Linked DNA regions of Mus musculus: all the other regions are linked to region 2. Evidence: chromatin contacts called from public HiChIP or PLAC-seq and promoter capture Hi-C data. All regions are on one chromosome and are shown on one strand. Each heading gives the region's core, a stretch centred on a gene start, on an enhancer-like site or on the middle of the called end of the contact. The rest is flanking DNA. Distances are from core to core; before and after follow the strand shown. Region 1 holds the start of Ptch2 (patched 2). Region 2 holds the start of 2510003B16Rik (RIKEN cDNA 2510003B16 gene). Region 3 overlaps Tesk2 (testis-specific kinase 2).

What was found. Promoter capture Hi-C pulls out the DNA fragments that hold promoters and counts their contacts. HiChIP or PLAC-seq counts read pairs in DNA pulled down with a chosen protein or histone mark.
Region 1: a contact with region 2 is called in a promoter capture Hi-C map of pre-B cells, with 3 times the contacts expected there. The contact joins the promoter of Ptch2 here to the promoter of 2510003B16Rik in region 2. A contact is called at or near these places in 2 of 39 promoter capture datasets (maxillary cranial neural crest and pre-B cells).
Region 3: a contact with region 2 is called in an H3K27ac HiChIP or PLAC-seq map of large pre-B cells, with 2.8 times the contacts expected there. The contact joins the enhancer-like site here to the promoter of 2510003B16Rik in region 2. A contact is called at or near these places in 1 of 39 promoter capture datasets (cranial neural crest), 2 of 15 datasets of contacts at CTCF or cohesin (both in the NIH/3T3 cell line), 1 of 484 Hi-C or Micro-C datasets (pro-B cells) and 1 of 115 datasets of contacts at active chromatin or transcription factors (large pre-B cells).

Annotation. Positions count from the first base shown.
Region 1 is chr4:117,093,933-117,097,642 of GRCm38.p6, forward strand. It overlaps Ptch2 (patched 2), which reads left to right and starts at 2,124. Exons shown (of 22, transcript NM_008958.3): 1 at 2,124-2,495; 2 at 2,915-3,107. The coding sequence starts at 2,424. RefSeq lists enhancers at 1,220-2,918, 1,759-2,217, 1,780-2,279.
Region 2 is chr4:116,122,261-116,125,882 of GRCm38.p6, forward strand. It overlaps 2510003B16Rik (RIKEN cDNA 2510003B16 gene), which reads left to right and starts at 1,580. Exons shown (of 3, transcript NR_131048.1): 1 at 1,580-1,856. Rad54l (RAD54 like (S. cerevisiae)) reads right to left here and starts at 1,429. Exons shown (of 18, transcript NM_009015.3): 1 at 802-1,429; 2 at 636-722. The coding sequence starts at 804.
Region 3 is chr4:116,786,907-116,790,932 of GRCm38.p6, forward strand. The region is part of intron 4 of Tesk2 (testis-specific kinase 2); the gene reads left to right. Among named protein-coding and RNA genes, the nearest start is that of Toe1, 19 kb to the right of the region's middle. Within about 2 kb of position 1,620, at least 87 of the 459 cell types and tissues checked have an H3K27ac peak or open chromatin away from gene starts, as enhancers often do. A contact at or near this core is called in the NIH/3T3 cell line, where this site is marked.

The DNA.
Region 1 (3,710 bases), core at 874-3,373, 970 kb after region 2:
GAGTTCAAATCCCAGCAACCACATGGTGGCTCACAACCATCCGTAAGAAAATCTGACTCCCTCTTCTGGTGTGTCTGAAGACAGCTACAGTGTACTTACATATAATAATAAATAAATCTTAAAAAAAATTAAAAAAAAAAAAGAAATGTCAATTTTGTCCTGGCGTTATAATGCCGTGCAGCGCTTATTCTAGGCAATTCCCTGCCTTTATAGCCCCAAGATTGCTACAGGAGTCTAGAGAGCCCACTTCAGAGCTGTTTCCATTTCCAGGCTTGCTAAGGGTACACTTTTCTCTGTAGTACACTTCCTCCCATTACAGACAGGAGAATACCGTGTACACAGGGTGCACTTCCTCCCATTACAAACGGGAGAATACCGTGTACACAGGCTTTCTTTCTCATTTTCATATTACCTTTACTTATATGTATATGCCGGAGAGTCTGTATATGACGCATGTGTGTGTGTGTGTGTGTGTGTGTGTGTGTGTGTGTGTGTGTGTGTGTGTGTGTATACACTTGCTCTCAGAGGCCAGGTGTTGAATCCCCTGGAGCTGGAGTTACAGGTAGCTGTGAACTCTCCTTTGTGGATGCTGGAAGCCAAACCCAGGTCCTCTGCAAAAACAAAAGGTGGCCTTAACTGCTGAGCTATCTCTCCAGGCCCAAGGCTTCCATTCCTGCCCAGGTGCCTCTTAGCCACAGAGTAGCAGTGTTGTAGACAGACACATTCATTCCTCCTTAACTGCCCACCCCTTAAACCAACTGGGGAACCCTTAGGATTAAGCCCTGGAGCTGATGATGTTAATTTGCACAAGTTTGGCAGTATGTAGCAAGGCCAAAACCATATTCATGCTTTTTGACCCAAACAACCCCATTTCTGGGAATCTGTCCTGAGGACATTCTGCAAATGATTGATGAGAGGACTGTGTAGTAATATAAAATATTTATGATATAATGATTAAGAAGTCTGGAAGAATTGAGCAAGAGGCTAGCCAGATGTGATAGCAGTATCAGAACAACAGATTTATTGAAGTCTTTTTTTTCCCCCAAAAAACGTATTTTGTTTCTGAGGCAGAATCTTTCTAGGTAGCCCTGGCTGTTCCAGAATTCTCTATGTAGACCATGCTGAGACCTGGAACTCACAAGAGATGGGCCTGCCACTGCCCGGCTCCTTTCCCAAATGTTCTGTATGAGGAGTCAGACTTTTACCCTCAGATGACCGATCAGAGTTTAACAGTCAGGAGCACAGAAATAGCACAGTCACTTGGAAAAGCAACATGTTTCCCAATGTTGTACATAAATTATGTCATCACAAATACAATTATCAGACAGGCTGGGCAATACAGGACTGTTATAGTCCCTTAACTTGACAGACACAACCAGGATAAGGAGTTGAAGGCCAAGCTGAACTACTTAAGACCATGTCTCACAAAAAAAAGTTAAAATAAAAATTTAAAAATACAATACACAAACTGAATGTTAATAAGAACCACAAAGAAAAAAGCAATTATCTGCCAAGGCTTCCAAAAGTTTAGGCTGACTGATTCAAGTTCAGGCTTAAAAGTTATCTGCCAAGACAAAGGGGCCCCAACATGTACAAAGGCAAGAACATGTGAACTTAGGAAATTACTGAGGGCAATTCGGGACTGGAAGGCAACTGAGTGGGTGTGAGGCACTTAGAGGAAAAAAAAAAGCTTTAGTTGGATGGTGCAGGGCTTTGGGCTTTGGTGCAGCCGTGGGATTTGCATTTTAGAGCTGAGTCTGGCCTGCTTGGAAAGAGTGGAAAGGAGGTCCTTAGGGTTGCGCTGGGTCGGGAAGAAAGGGTGGCCCAAAGGGGACCAGCAGACTCCCTTTCTCAACATCCTGACTTACACTTGGCCAACGACTAGCGCCTCCAGGATCACCCTCCCTTCTCCTCTCCTTAGGGCCCCGCGGGCGGGCTGGGGAGCCCGGGAGGCGAGGCAAAGGGGTGGCCCTGCCTGGGTGGTCTCCTGCCCCGCCCCCTGCGGCGCCGTTACCTAGCAACGGATCCGGCTGCAAGGCAGCGGGTAATTTGCCGCCCCCTTAGCCAATGGGAGGGCGTCACCCCGGCCCGCTCCTTTTTTTCTGAGCCTCCTGGTGCTTCCCGAGATCCACAGTCGCCACCTTTAGCTGTGAGGTGCTTCGCAGCCAGTCGGGTCCACCCACACGCGGAGCCCTCTTTGGACCACAGCCCACAGATCCAGCGGGGCTTGGGGCCACCACCCCGCACCGCCGCTGCGGGCTGCTCCTGTGCATCTTTACGCGCGCCTCACCCAGGACCGTATGGCCGTTCACGGCAGCTAGGAATCCTCAGGTGAAGCCGGGCGGCACAAGGCGCCAAGCTAGCCTATGGCAGCGCTCAGATAACGCAGGTTGGGGGCGCTCGCGCCCCCCATCCTCACCAGCATGGTTCGGCCACTGTCCCTTGGAGAGCTACCTCCCAGCTACACACCTCCAGCTCGGTCCTCCGCACCTCATGTGAGTAGAGGGGCTGGGTTTGTAACTTAAACGTCGCTTGAACATCTGTAGGGCTAGAAGTCTAGTGTTACTGGATCTGTGTTTGAAGACAAGCGAGAGCCAGCAAGTGATTTGTTAGTTTATTTCCTATTATCTGGTCAGTGAAAATAGTTATGTCTGTGGGTTCACCTCTTTGCCTAGCTGACAACGAGTGTGTGTGTTCACGACTCATAACCTTCTAAAAATGGGCATTTTCAGGTGTGCTTATGGAGAAGGCACAGGGAAAGAGAGTTAAATCTTCCACATTTGAAACCTTTATCTGTAGCTGTTTCCTGCCCTGCATCCAGAAGTCAGGAAACTGGGACTTGACCGGGAGAAAAGGGAAAGCTCCTCCATTGTTGTGCTGACAGCTGGCTGACCTCCTCCTCTCTCTATCCCAGATCCTAGCTGGGAGCCTGCAGGCTCCTCTCTGGCTTCGAGCTTACTTCCAAGGTCTACTCTTCTCCCTGGGGTGCAGGATCCAGAAACACTGCGGCAAAGTGCTCTTCCTGGGACTGGTGGCCTTTGGGGCTCTGGCACTGGGTCTCCGAGTGGCTGTAATTGAGACAGACCTAGAACAGCTCTGGGTAGAAGGTGAGTTACTGGAGCTGGCCGTAGCTGCTTTGGTCAAGGATCGAGAGGGCCATCTCCTGTTCAGAGCCTGTGTATCTGGGTGTGTTGCAGAAAGCCTACCTCTCTCCCAATCTCCCTCAGTGCTGTGGATGAAGCCCAGGGCATTGTGCAAGCTAGGCAAGTCTTTACCATCAACTGTCTCACACCTATCTCTCTCACCCATAAATGGACAACTCTAGATGGTAGCCTCTTATGAATAAGCTTGTGGAATATTCATCTTTGATTATGTGTCTGCTTATTTAGCGTTTATAGCTAGGTTTCTTTTAACTGTACATCAGAGTTTACAAATGGAACAAGATGTATTTTTCAATAGCCAAAGGAAGTAAAATGTGTGTGGGGGTAAGTTCTAAACAAAACAAAGCCAAGTGGTATTGTGTTGTATAAGAGAAGGCAGGGAGAGACGGCTCTGACCTGCAAACTCAGATTAGCACTGTGATTCTAACTACTCAAGGGGCTGAGGCAAGAGAAATACTTTCAGTCTAAGAATTTAACAATAGCCTGTGTCAGAGAGAGAGAGAGAGAGAGGGACAGACGGACAGATGGAAGAGAGGGAGGGAGGGAGGG
Region 2 (3,622 bases), core at 330-2,829:
CTGTATTAATTTCTAGTGAACCTACCTGGAGGATAACAATTTTTTTAAGATTTATTTATTTATTATATGTAAGTACACTGTAGCTGTCTTCAGACACTCCAGAAGAGGGCATCAGATCTCATTACAGATGGTTGTGAGCCACCATGTGGTTGCTGGGATTTGAACTCAGGACCTTTGTAAGAGCAGTCAGTGCTCTTAACCACTGAGTCATCTCTCCAGCCCCAAGGATAACAATTTTATTAATCTTCTCCAATGCTTAGTATACTGTAAATTTTCATTAAAATTTACTTACGCGGGGCAGTAGTGGCAAACACCTTCACTTTCAACACTGGGTAGCAGAGGCAAGGGAACCTCTGTGTGAGTTCAAGGCCAGCCTGGTCTACAAACAGAGTTCCAGAACAGCCAGGGCTACACAGAGAAACACTGTTTCAAAAAAAAAACCTTAAGTGCCAGGTGTGCCTGGCACATGCCTACGACCACACACTGCATTTGGGAGACAGACCATAGTCTACAGACCTGGTGAGAAGCTCATCTCAAAAAAAAAAAAAAAAAAAAAAAAAGCTTCAAAAATGTATGAAAGGTACTTTCTCAAGATGACTATGAACCTCATTTTCCTTATTCCCCTAAACACTCACTACTGTCCCAGGCTGCCAGTCTTCATCATCTGATGATCTGTCTTCTGGTTTCCTCCTAGCCAACTGGCTGGGAGCTAAGCTCCTCCTCTGCAAGGGAGAACAGAAAGTGAGTTCCTGCAGTGATCCTGCAGCCAGGCCCCTTAAGTCAGCTTAAGGTCACACTTACCATCCTGGCCCCAGAAGCATCAAATGTCAAGTGCCCATCAGCGAAGTTAAAAGCACTCAGCAACAGAGAATGCAGGACCAGGGGATGCTATAAAAGGAAGTTGCTATATCATTGAAAATATTGTCTTAAGAGTCGGTATGAGGGGAGGGGATGCAATCAGAGGATGAGGCTTGGGTCCAAACCAGGAATGTCGGTCCCCAAGTTCCTCAAGGTCAAAATATCCAAAGCCAAGTCCAAGCGGAGCTGGGTCTAAATCTAGGATGGGAAAGAAGACAGATTGAAGTTGCAGATGAGCAAAGTGGAGTTGGAATAACGTCCCTAGCTGGGCTGCTTCCCTGAGAGTAACACCTACGAAAAAGTACAGTCTTAAGTACGAAGGCGAGACGCCTGAATTCTTAGGAGAGGGATAGAATTTACCAGAGCTGGACCGACATCAAACCTCAGTGTGAGGAAGGCAAGCAGAGACCTAGGAACGCCTTGTGGGAAGTTAAACAGGAACCCAGGAAGGACCAGTTAAAAATCCAGGTTGGGAGGAGGAGAATCTTAGAAGCTGAAGAGAGGCAAAGAGCGACTCCGGTATCTTTCCCCTTATTCTTCCTCTTCCCAAAGCGCGCGTTAAGAGCCTCCAGGCAGTGTCAATCGAACCTCCCGCCACTCTGCCACCACAGTCCCCTATTGGCTGCGTTCAGTGAACTTGACGCTCGACGATCCGGCCTAAAGGAAGGGGCGGGCCTAGGGCTGAGGCTAATAAGGGTCTTGGATTTCCGCCCAGAGGCTCAACAGACCACTAGGAGCTGTGGCTTATCCTGGTGGCAGCAACAGGCAGGTGCCAGAATTCTTACTTGCCAACGGTCCCTCTTCCTGGCTCCTGCCTTTGGCCGAAGCAGCTGAACCAAATAGATGTTTTGCACCGAAGTACTGTGCGGAGGAGTTGCTACTGGAATAGATTTCAAAAGGCAGCACATTTTTGGGAATTTGATTCAGGCTCTTTATTGTGCCAGACCTGGAGCAGAAATCTGAGCTGGAAGCAGGCAAGGCCAGTGGCCAGTCAAAAGGTGAGCGGAGGTGTTGGTGCTGCACTGCCAATTGGTCTGAGATGTCTTGAAATAAGCTAGCTGTCTTTTCCTGGGGCATAGTCACCCATTCTCTAAAAATCCGTTTTTCCTTTAAGTGATATTATTATAGTACCTCTCCTAAGGGATTATTCACAGGGTCTAATTAAAGTGAACAAAGTAGCTGCGCCTGGTAGCGCAGGCCTTTAATTATAGTACTCACTAGGCATAGGCAAGCAGATCTCTGTGAGACTAGCCTGGTCTTCATAATGAGTTCCAGGACAGCGACAGCTCTGTAGAAAGACCCTCCAAGAACGGGAAAAAAAAAAAGTGTTCAAAGTATTTAACATAGCCCCCATGTATTACCTAAGTGCTCACTAATCAAAATAGCATGCCCATTACACTTAATCACTATCTACTTAAAAGGATCTCCTTAGCTATTATAAATCATTTACTATCCTCAGATAAGGTTTATTGTCCCCATTTTGTCGTGTGTGTGTGTGTGTGTGTGTGTGTGTGTGTGTGTGTGTGTGGTGTCTTGGGGGCACTAGGAATATAGCATAGTGGTAGAACTTCGTGAGGCGGTCACTGCTGAGGTTTGTTGTTATTTGAGACAAGGTCTTGCTGTGTAACCCGGTTATCTTTAAACTTATGACCCTCTGTCATCCCCAGCCCGCCTAGCAGAAATGAGGATATACTAAAGAGATACTTATGTCCTTTCCTTGGCTTTTGGGAACAATGAACCGAAGAAATTTTAATTTCCATAGGAATATCTTGCTGGGAGACAAGAAGGCTGTGAGCAACTTAATGAAAAACAAAATCACATACACAAAAAGAACAGTTAACTTCTTTGCCATGACTATGAGGTCAGCCTGGGCTGTATAGTCAAAATCTGTCTCAAAATGGGGGGTATAAGGGATGTGTGGATGTGGATAAAAGCATGTGTCACCTAAGCCTGAGGACATGAGTTCAGTGCCCACAGCCCACACCAAGGTGAAAGGAGAGAACTGATCCACAAACTTGACCTCTGACCTCCATATGTACAGCATGGCACATGCGCACCCTCATACAAACATCATGTACATACACGCTCTAATAACAGAGAAATATTCTTTAAAGGAAAGAAACTCTACCTAGCCCTAGAAAATATATAAGTATTTCCTTTTTTTTTTTTAATCTCAATTTCTTCTTTTTTTTTTTTTTCTTTTTTTTTTTTTTTTCTGAGACAGGGTTTCTCTGTATAGCCCTGGCTGTCCTGGAACTCACTCTGTAAACCAGGCTGGCCTCGAACTCAAAAATCCACCTACCTCTGCCTCCCAAGTGCTGGGATTAAAGTCGTGCACCACCACACCTGGCAAGTATTTCCTTTTTGAAGGTTTGTTTTGCTTCTTTTGAGACTGGGTCTGATGTATCCAGTGCTAACCTCCTGTTTCTACTTCCTAGTGCTAAAATTATAGCCCTATGCCACCAGGCTCAACCTCCAACCTCCCTAATTTTTAACCCTATATCTGTGGGCCTACCTCCCCCCCCCCCCGCCCCTGCCCCTCAGCCATTGTACACCAGTGGCCATCAGGATGCAGAGGATCAGGGGAGCAGGGTCTTGGTGCTGAAAGGCAGGGGTGAACCAACCCAGGAGACTGTTTCACAGGACAGCTCATTCATTGAAGTATTGGGACTAGCTTATGTAGTCAGAGGGGAGGGGAGGAAAAAGGACCAGGGAGGACAGGATGTGTTGCAGTGGGGGCTGGGGCCTTTCAAGTATATCAGCT
Region 3 (4,026 bases), core at 370-2,869, 660 kb after region 2:
CAAAACAAAACAAAAAAAAACCCAGGGTCTCCCTAGCTAACCTGGAACTCACAGAGATTTGCCTGCCTCTGCCTCCTTAGTGCTGGGATTAAAAGTGCACACTAGGACTGGAGAGATGGCTCAGTGGTGCTCCTTCCAAGGTCCTGAGTTCAAATCCCAGCAACCACATGGTGGCTCACAACCATCCATAATGAAATTTGACATCTCATCTGGTGCATCTGAAGACAGCTACAGCGTGCTTAGATATAATAATAAATAAGTCTTTAAAAAAAAGTGCACACTACTGTACCCTGACCATTAGTTTCATTCTTTTGAGAAAGGGTATTGCTGTGATGCAAAGGATGGTTTTAAATTCATAGGCTCAAGTGTTCCTCCAGCCTCAGCCTATGGAGTAGTGTGGGACAGACAGGCAGATTGTCATCATTATTGTTGTTTGACATACATACGGTATCACTATGTAGCTCTTGGTTAGCCTGGAACCCTTAGATCAGGTTGGCTTTGAATTTACAGGGTTTACCCTTATTATCCAAGCACCACCAAAGACAATCCCTCAATACTAGTACACTGGGTATTAGCTTTTCTTTCTTTCTTTCTTTCTTTCTTTCTTTCTTTCTTTCTTTCGTTCTTTCTTTCGTTCTTTCCTTTTTTGGGGGGGTATTAGCTTTTCATTTGTTTGGTTTATAAAGACAAGGTCTCACTATGAAGCTCTGCCTATCCTGGAACATAGACCAGGCTATCCTTGAACTCAGAGATCTCCCTACCTCTGCTTCCCAAGAGCTGAGACTAAATGTGTGCACCACTATGCCTGGCTTCACTGAAGTTTTTTTTTTTTTTTTTTTAAACAGCTCTTCAAAGATAGTAAATTCAGAGATCAGCTGAAAAGAAGCAGGTTTTGGTATAGATAAAATTGACATATGTATCATTTAGCAGTTACTGGACATTTAACTGAAATACATATAACTCTCACTTGAGAGGTAAGGCAAGAAGATCAAGAATTCAAATTAATTCTCAGCTGTCTGGCAAATCTGAAGTAGCCTAGGCTGGAGAGATCCTGCCTCAAAAAAAAAATTAAAATGTTAAAAGTTCTGTAAGGTATTTAAGTATCTTGTCAGTATTGGCTTGTTCCATAGGAGAACCCAAGGGGATTTGCCTGTGAAAAATTGAATGCACAGCATGTGTGATTCCCGTCCAGGGAAGCTGACCAGGCCAATACAGCTGTTCTTGGCTTTCTTGCAGAGGGATTTGTTCAGAGGCTGCACAGCTGAGTCTGCACTGGGAGTTGCTTATGGGGAAGTGAACGTTCCTGCTAATGGGGCACACAGTGTTTAGCAACCTAGAAATCTTCCTTGTTGGCAGATCTTAAACTTCCTTGCTTCATACATGCATGCATGGGTCTTGAGACATCGAGAAGTTGTGGTTTTTGAGGGCTCATGGGCTTATAAGCCCCACCAGCGAGTTCTCCAGCATCAGGCAAGGCAAATGGACTGTGGAAAAAAATAAATTCTTTTTTGTTTCCCTCCCTGGATCTCATTTCTACTTTTCCATCCTGCCGAGGGAAGCCAGAGTCTGTTAGTCACTGAGTCCTCGTCCTGCCTCCTCTTCTCTCTGCTCCCCCTTCTGGCTGTGGATTTACTTTTTCCCTCCCTCTCGTCCTGCCTTTCTTTTTAAACAGGATCCTTCTATGTCATTCATGCTGGCTTTGGATCTTATCTTGCCTTAGCCTCCCAAGTATTACAAGTATAAACTTGAGCCACCACACCCAGCTAAGGTGACTTTCTTGGGTGTTGACACATATTTGTAAATATGTGTTTCTCTGAACCAAAACCAAGAGTCTTACCATGACCAGGCCTTCAGAAAATACAAATACACATAGTCTTAGTTTCTTCTGCCTGACATTCAGCCATGTATGTAATGTGAGTGGTTCCTGAAGATGAGCCTTCCATGCCATGCTGCCACCATGTCAAAGAAGTGAACTGTTTCTTTAGATGTTTAGCTTTTAGATGTTTTGCCGGCACGATCAGTCCCATTTCTTTTCAGTCTAGGCACTTCTGGTCTGAATTTGGGCAGATTCACCCAGAGTGAGAAGTTGTGGTGTTAATGCTTTCCGTATACCGCTGTAAGATTTCCAAGGTGGATCACAAAGAGGGTTAAGCAGGCTAACAGGCTTTCCTTATGAGAAATTATTTTCAGCTGTTCTTTCTGCCTTGCCAAGCCTGCTCTGCTTCCTATAGGAGATCTGATGATGCTCTGTACGGTGCTGCCCCCTACTGGTTCTTTTTGATGCTTCTGTCACCATGTTCTTTTAAACAAACAAAAAGATTGTGAGTTAGGCAGGTCAGGTATGCCTACCTGGTATATGGGGAAATTGAAGCACAACTGGCCTTACTTGTTGATTTGTTTTTCCAAAATGAAACCATTCATAGAAGGCATAATTGAACTAAAATTCAATTTAAATCTCTTGTCTGTTTTACCATTAGTACTCTAGTCCTTGATAAGTTCAGTATCATATTCTAAAAATTAAGGTACTCACTTGTAGAATTCATCCTTTTTTTTTCTCCATTGGAAAGAGGATGGAGATAATGGATCTTGAAAGGGTTGAGTAAATTCTTTTTAAAAGATTGATTTATTCATCTATTTTACCTCTATGAGTGTTGTGTCTCTATACCAGAAGAGAGCATCAGATACAGATGCAACATGTGGTTCCTGGGTATTGAACTCAGGATCTCTGGACGAGAAGTCAAGTGTCCCTAACCACTAAGCCATCTCTCCAGCCCAAGTGAATTCATTTTTGAGTTCCTGTCCTGCGTGGCGTTCTCTCATTCAAATGCTATGACCACTGACTCCTTGTATAATGCATGTAGTTGTAGAAAGATGTACTCTGGAGCCAGACTCTATAATCTGCCTGATTCTGCCTTTAATATAATAGAATAATCTGAACCTTTAAATGTCAAACTCTGAAACTGGGAACACCTTTGATCCCAAACATTTCAGAAGAGGGATGCTCAGCCCATGTGGATCTATCTTGTAGGATTGTTGTGTAGATTAAATGAAATAAGGCATATAAAAATTTTAGAGATTGATGGCTCAGTGATTAAGAGCACTGACTGCTCATCCAGAGGTTCTGAGTTCAATTCCCAGCAACCACATGGTGGCTCACAACCATCTGCAATGGGATCCGATGCCCTCTTCAGGTATGTCTCAAGACAGCTATAGTGTACTCATATAAATAAAATAAATAAATCTTTAAAAGAAAAAACATACAAAAAAAAATAGAGCAAGCAAAAAAGTATATTTACGTATAGACCACAACAACCAACTTTCTTTTTTTTTTTCAGTTTATTGATTTTTATTTTATGTGTAGTATGCCTGCATGTATGTTTGTGTGAGGCTGTCAGATCTTTGAGTTACATACAGGTGTGAGCTGCCATGTGGGTGCTGAGAACTAAACCCAGGTCCTCTGGAAGAGCAGTCAGAGCTCTCAACCTCGGAACCATATCTCCAGCCCCAACAACAAAATTTTCATTGAATATTTATACATAATGCCTATACAACATTTAACACTCCTAAAGGGTTTTTTGTGTTTGTTTTAAAAGATTTATTTATTTTATGCATATGAGTAGACTGTCGATGTCTTCAGACACACCAGAAGAGGGCATCTGATCACATTAAGGATGGTTGGGAGCCACCATCTGGTTGCTGGGAATTGAACTCAGGACTTCTGGAACAGCAGTCAGTGCTCCTAACTGCTGAGCCAGCTCTCCAGCCCCCCCCCCTCCCTTTTTGATCTTTAGAATCTTACTGTGTAACACAGTCAGGCCCAAAACTTACAGAGATCTGCCTTCCAAGTGGTGGAATTAAAGACATATACCAACACACCTAGCTACTTTTCCAGACTTTAAAAAAAAAAATCATCGGGCTGGTGAGATGGCTCAGCAGTTAAGAGTGCCGACTGCTCTTCCAAAGGTCCTGAGTTCAAATCCCAGTGACTGCTCTTCCAAAGGTCCCAAGTTCAAATCCTAGCAACCA